2 separate regions of the Triticum aestivum genome follow, and region 2 is linked to region 1. A link is a contact called in public Hi-C data. All regions are on one chromosome and are shown on one strand. The core of a region is the stretch at or near the end of the contact, and the rest is flanking DNA. Distances in the headings are between cores, read along the strand shown.

What was found. A called contact is a pair of places that touch in the nucleus more often than the background predicts.
Region 2: a contact with region 1 is called in a Hi-C map of leaf, with 3 times the contacts expected there. The contact joins the promoter of LOC123095966 here to the enhancer-like site in region 1. A contact is called at or near these places in 3 of 5 Hi-C or Micro-C datasets (all in leaf).

Annotation. Positions count from the first base shown.
Region 1 is chr4D:32,684,787-32,688,318 of IWGSC CS RefSeq v2.1, forward strand. No RefSeq gene overlaps it. Among protein-coding and RNA genes, the nearest start is that of LOC123095965, 5.5 kb to the left of the region's middle. Within about 2 kb of position 1,310, at least 3 of the 8 cell types and tissues checked have an H3K27ac peak or open chromatin away from gene starts, as enhancers often do. A contact at or near this core is called in leaf, where this site is marked.
Region 2 is chr4D:32,846,019-32,849,641 of IWGSC CS RefSeq v2.1, forward strand. It overlaps LOC123095966 (inositol-tetrakisphosphate 1-kinase 3), which reads left to right and starts at 1,791. Exons shown (of 10, transcript XM_044517534.1): 1 at 1,791-2,162. The coding sequence starts at 1,969.

The DNA.
Region 1 (3,532 bases), core at 60-2,559:
TGCCCGGACACCCCATATTTTGGGCTGTATATGAGGGGTGCCGGTCAGCCCGGGCGTTTGAGGCCCGTTTGAGGGGGCTGTCTGGGTCAAAAATCGTGACCTGACTGGGCCGTCCGCCCGGACGTATGAGACGGGTTTGAAGCGCCCGGCTGTAGATGCTTTAAGTTATAAAGGGCGGCAGGCATGCATGATGGTACGGTAGGAAGACTCGGGTGAGTATCAGGTGATACGGGGCCTTAAATGCTCCCATGATACGAGCTCTTAGGAGATCCAACGGCTCCTGGAAGGCTTCCAACATTCTGCAAAAAAAGACCTTTTGAAGTCGAAAAATTGCGAACAAGTACGGCAGCCTTTCAGATTCTCCAAGAGCCGTTGGATCTGAGATCCAACGGATCATAAGCTCGTATCATGGTATCACCTAAGGCATAGTATCACCTGATATTTTCCCAGGAAGACTCCTTTTAAGGCCGACCACTACATAGGACACTTGTCTATTCACACCGAATTGATGATATTCAGACGATTAAAACACTTTCTCCCACCAGTGCGGTGCTTTTATCTTGCATAAGTAGTACTACATGTTTAAGCCATATGGGTGCAATCAACTTCATTTGAAGCACCTGTATTGTAAATTCCCTGAGGGAGTAGAGTAGATTAAAAAAATCTTGGTGAAGAATTGTAAATTAGATACGCTCCCAGAGAATCTGAACTGCATGTAAAAAACTGTACCCACCACCTCAGCAATTTGGTTGGGAGCTTAAAAACTGGCAAGCTTGAGCATGACGACATGGGACGCCTTTCCATGTGAACTCACTCACTTGTAACTTGGAAGAACAACCTTAGTATATTTAGCTGCGTCGTACTCACCTTGACAAGTACGGTCCCAATCCCTTCATTAGTCAGCCAAAACCTGCCTTGCTCTGTTGACAACAACCAATAGGGGCGTGCGTATTTGCTGGCGGAAGCATCTGATGAAAACCTCCTCCTGCTATTTGTTGAGCCCGCGCAACCACTATTTGGGTTGGGAGCGAGCGGGTGGGTCTTGCTGCTGACTGGCTCCGCGCTCCTGCGAGAGCAGCTTGTCCTGTTATGCGAGCGAAATGCTTTGGGATGCATGATTGATCGTGGATCCCCTTCTTTTATCGGGCCAATTGGCTGGGCAAGATCTGGCTGAAAGCTTTGCTCCTGCGTTTTAACGTTTAATTAGATCGCTGGCTGGAAGCGTCGCTCTCGACCACCATCATGGATGGCGACCTTGTCCCCCACTGGAGTTGGCAATGGCGAAGCCTCTGGCGACGGTAGGGCCGGTAGGCGACGTGTAGTGCTCCTCCGCGGGTCAAAGGGGGAGGAGGGTCCGGTGAGGGTGAGGGTGAGGGTGCTGCTCCCACGCGTGAACGGACGTTGGGTTCGAACGTTCGTCGCTGGATTGGCGGTGTACACACGGCCGGCAATTACAACGTTGGGGGCTAAACAAAGCTGGAACAACGTTGGGAGAGCCGTTCAGACGCCGCGTGTTTGGTTTCCAACTTTCTATTCTAGTACTACTACGTAGCATGGTTATGGCCGCCTGTGATGGTCATCCTGCATCATCCATGGCGTACTAATGTATTAGCATTGTTTTCCTTTGGTGAGGTAGTGTCTCCTTGGGTGGTGATGTTAGGGTTTGTCATTATGTGGCGAGATTTAATGTCAGGTGCTTCAGATCCATGAAAAAGTTCAACGACGACGAATGCGATTTCAGGGCACTAGTCCTGAGGGCACGTACACAAAGACTTTTTCGCTGTCATCGATAAGGTCAAGGCGACTCCAGTATGGAGCGGCGACAACAGCGCCTGGGAAAAGGTGCAGCTCACCCCCTGCTCCCCACGCTCGAACTTGGGTCGGCGCTCCCTTGTTTTTTACTCGTTTCATTTTTGTTTTCTGTTTTCTTTTGTGTTCTTGTTTTTTTGCTTCTCTAAAAAACTTCAGGATTTTTAAAAAAAGTTTAGAATTTTAAAAAATAGCACTAATGCAAAAAAAGTGTCATGAATTCAGAAAAATGTTCACAAATTCAAAAACATTAATATTCTTTGAATTTTTATGGATAATAAATTGATTTTTTTATGAACATATTTTAATTTTCTTGCACAAAAATTGGATTTCATGAACATTTTTCGAATTTATATGCACATTTTTTGTACTTCACGAACAAAATTTAAATTCAATGAATTTTTTTTAATTGGATGAACATATTTGTTCAAGAACATTTTTTTGAGTTCGATAAACATTTTTGAAATATGATGAACAGTTTTTTATTCGATGAAAAAATCTTGAATTCCAAAAACTATTCACACCCGATTTGAAAAATGTTCGAATTTAAAAAAATCACCATTTGAAGAGGTTCCTGAATGTCTAAAAATGTTCATGAATTTGGAAAAAGGAAAAAAACAAGAAAAAAGAAAAAAAGGGGAAAAGATTAAAACAAAATAAGAAAAATAAAAGAAAAACCTGATCCAAAAGGTTCTAGAACCTCCCTAAAACAGGAAGTGAGCTAGCTGGGCCGACCCACATGTACATGGCCAGGATCCGAGGGTACGCGTAGTCGCTATCGAGCAATATACGCGCCAAATAGGATCCAAGGGTTATAAGCCCATGCCCAGGTCCAAGTCTACCGTCCTACCAGGCCGCATTGGACCACCCCATGTTCTGGCGCTTCTCAAAAAGAACAAAGGCCTCTTTGCTTGAAGCATTTTTAAGAGCATGGCCCAATTTAGGAGAGCAACTGATCAACGAGTACTTCTTGGGGAGGCCTTGTAAGGATCATTTTTAGTGGGCTGGGAGCGCGCCCCTTGATGTGTTATCAGCCGCCGTCACGCGTCGCGTCTTGGGCGCTCCCTTGGGATTTTGTTTATTCTATGTACGTGTTTTCGGCTTTTAGATTATTTTTTCCCGGGGGGGGGGGGGGGTGACTTTTCGATTTTTCCCCGATTTTCTTAGGTTTTGTTCTTTTGCGCGAAAAACATGTATTCATTTTGTTTCTTTCTACATGAGGCATAGTCGTGCCTTTCGGAAGTTTTTTTTCTTTCCACGAGAGGCACATATTTACTTCTCGTGGAGGCACGAATTTGCTTTTGTGAGAGGTACAGACATGCCTCTTGGAAAAAAAACAAGTTTCTTTTTCTTCCATGACTGGCACATATTATTTCTCGTGGAGGCGCGAATTTGCTTCCGCGGAAGGCACAACCGTGCCTCTCGGAAAAGGAAATGAAAACACATTTTTTTCTTCTGCGAGAGGCACAAATTTACTTCTCATGTAGGCACGGATTTGCTTTCGCGAGAGGCACAACCGTGCCTCTCAGAAAAGGGATTTTTTTCCTTCCGCGAGAGGCAAAAATTTACTTCTCAAGGAAGCACGGATTTGCTTCCGCGAGAGTTGTGCCTCTCAAAAAAGGGGAAAATGTGTTTTTTTCCTACCACGAGAGGCACAGATTTTTAGTTCTCGTGGAGGCACGGATTTGGTTCTGCGAGAGTCATAGCTGTGGCTCTCGGAAAA
Region 2 (3,623 bases), core at 541-3,040, 160 kb after region 1:
ATACATGCCTAGGTTCTAATAATCCGCTCTAGTTTCGTGAAAAACATAATTCAACCTGACAAAAGGCTCAAATTCATGTCATTAATTTCTAAAAGAGAAAACAAAATCCTATATGATTACAAATGGCTAAATCCAAGTTTAATATGTTCCATATTGATTTATGCTATCATACTGAATAACTGGAGTATCATAGCTTATGCTCGTCACACAAATCAATTCGTTCACTTTTTTTTCTACAAAAAATATGATTAGTTTATTCTGTGCATAACACTAGGTAATTCAGCGCCGTGCTTCATTTGGGACAAGTTTCGCTAGAAACCCGAGTAAACGCATAAAAACATTCACACATCCACTGCCGATGATTAGAGTCGTGGAGATTCAAGATTGATGAAGTCAACATAAACATTTTGTTATTGATGGAAGCATCACCCCACATAGAAAAAATATTCACTTTAATGAGAGACAGAAAGTGTCAAACCTAGGTTTTACTCCATGGCAACTTATAGATAATCGCCCTCCTAAACCATCCAACCAATGGTTGCTTTGTTTCCATGAATTTCCATCTTTGACGAGCCAACTTCACTATAGGAAGGCGATGATGACCTTTACACTCACATGAAAAAGTCGTAATGTAAATACTAATCTACTATCTACTTCTACTACTACTTATAAAAGCACGAGTTTGGTGAATCCAAATGATCTCAACCATCCAATCACCTTTGTCCAACGTCTCATGCCGCTCCAATGATGTACCCCCATCACATCACTAATAAACTGGAAATAACATTAATGCATTTAATTGCAATTGCTCTGGGAAACATCATTAATTGCATTAATTTCAATTAATCTTGAAAAATCATTAATTACAAAAATATTCTTTGTAATGGCATGCTCTAATGCTTTATATCCCCTCAATCATACCAGGCCACAAGCCCACAACCAATAATCTAAATAAGAAGGGCGAGTGGAAGAATCTTCTACACCGATGCATATGATTATGGACTGTATGCCTGGTAAACCCCCAAGACCCAGCAACAGCACATGGTCGAGCCATCCAGCCGGTGGTGTATGCGGAGGCATCACCTAGAGGTCAAGCGGAGTAGGTACGAAGCAGCATCACTTTGACGACCATATATCACGAGCTAGGACCTTGCTGCACCGAGGAGTGAGACCGAAGGGTGTACCACATCCTTTGAGTGGAGAAATGAGGGTGTCACGACATGTATGCAGACGATGCAAAGTCACGACAAACCAAACCACAACACACAACATAGCTCGGATTTGAGAATGGGCAAACATAAGCAACATCTGTGCAACGAATAAGAAGAGTCGTCACAGTGGGTGATGACTAGGTATCGCCCCTCGACATGCTATTAAAGTGAACGTGCATTGCAAGTTCACTAATTATCTTACGTGCGCGACAGGATGCGTGAGCCATAGTCCCTAGAGGGATGGTAAGACATACACAATCTGAAATCTTTATTTCACTGCTTTATCCATACATTTCGTTTCGAAGAATTCTTTCCCTGCAAAAAAATAAAATAAAAGTTAAGGCGTTTCCCTTGTATGTTTGTTGGCTAGCTAAGTAAAGAGAAACCTTAAGCATAAAGAAACCGAGAAAAATATTTTATCAAAAGAAAAAACTGAGAAAATATCCAGAGAGAAAGACCAAGAAAATAAATACTAGAAAAGGCCAGGGGCAAAACCGTAATCCGGCGACACTTTGTTCCCATGTCCCAAAGGCGAAGTTGCTCCCGTCCTCCACCTACAAATACGCACACGCCCCCCCATCCGCACCTCTCTCTCTCTCTCTCTTCCTCCTCTCCCCCCTTCTCTCTCTCTCCACACGGCGCCCTCGCGCGCACGCACACACATACACCTGTCTCCGCCTCCGCTCCGCTTGTTCCCGAGTGCGCCCGCTGCATTCCGATCCCGCCGGCCAATTGGTTCGGCGCCGGCGCGGGAGCGATGGTGTCGGGCGGGTGCGTGGGGACGGAAGGGGGCGCGGAGCCGGAGGACGCGGCGGCGGCGGCAGGGGCCGAGGAGGTGGCGGCGGCCGCGGCGACGGCCCCCGCGCGCGCGAGGGAGCTGGTGGTCGGGTACGCGCTCACGTCCAAGAAGGCCAAGAGCTTCCTCCAGCCCAAGCTCCGGGGGCTCGCCAGGTACCGACGACGTCGCCTGTAGATTTGTCCGGTCGCGTTTGTTTCAAGTCTGTCTAGGTGCGGAGAGATAATCTGGTTGGAAATGCGCCGATTATTGTTTTGGAGATGATTAACTTGTCCTGCATTGGGGGAAAAGCGCTTGGTGCGACGGCCCTTGTTGTTTGTCCATGTCAGTTTTGGATGAAACAGGAAAAAGAATCTTGCCCAGGTTCTGCACAATTTGGAAGATCAGCGGGAATTCATGATCCTTCTGGTCACACTCCGTAAGCAAGAGGAGAACTTACTGAATGATATATATGGTTTGTTAATGTTATTGTGTTAATTAACACCTCGTTCATTGACCTCTGTTCTTGACTGGAGAAGATTCAGGACACACGGGGCCCCCTTCTTTAATCTGCTTAGGGAGAAATGGCTAGTGCATATCATTGTCCCACCCACTAATTGTTTGTTTGAGTTAAAGAGATCACAAAGCTGTTGAGCACAAAAGGAAGGGGAATACTTTAGCTCCAAATAGGATTAAAAGTGGGAAAACGTTTTTATCAAGTTATAGTCCAAAAGGCGGTGAAAAGGGTTTCTTGATTGATACTCCCGATCGTGATATCCATTAGCATATGGTTTGCTTTGTTTACCCTGCACGGTATGCTTTATAGGCTTTTATTTTTGGTTTATTATGCATTATGGAGGTTTTCTTGACATCTGTTTCAGTAGTTACCAACAATTTCAGATAATTTTAGAACACCTATTTGTTCAATCAAAGAATCAGAGTCTCATTTTTGTAGAATCATTGTGTGCACTGACTGAAATTAGTCTATTCAAGCACGTCTTTGTATTGATGCTGTTTTCTTTGGGATAGGATAGTGACATCGATGCACTCCCTGTCTTATGGTAATATTATATTCGCTTCCAGTAGTGACCCTTTCTTAATTTATTCAATAAGCCGTAACTTAAGTAGATCCCTGAACTAATCCAGGAAGCTGCCGCTGAAATGCTCTGTTTTGACATTATTCGAGTAATTGTGTGTAACCTTATTACAAAATGTTCGTGTTATTGACCGGTGTGACCAAGTGTGTATGGTAAGCAACTGCAGGGTTCCAAGTTGGCTTAAATACACTAGAGATCTAAAATATGTCATCAGTTTGCAAAGTGCAGTTAAATGCTCAGTTTATTACTTGGCAGCTTGTGCCATCCTCACATCACTAGGACCAGAGATGTGGATTGCCGAATATGAAAATAGTATAGGTCCAGCATGATAAGATTCTGATAATAGTTAAAGGATCCACATGATTTAACATGAGCATTACCTTTTATCATGCAAATCAGCACATCACTAGTGCTCAGTGTGGACTAAAAATTCATTCTAGTATAATTATCATCAAACCAGGTTCATCTATCTTATATAATATTCAATATAATATAACCCGTAAACATTCATTTCAAGACAATTTACTGCCCATTTCTGTT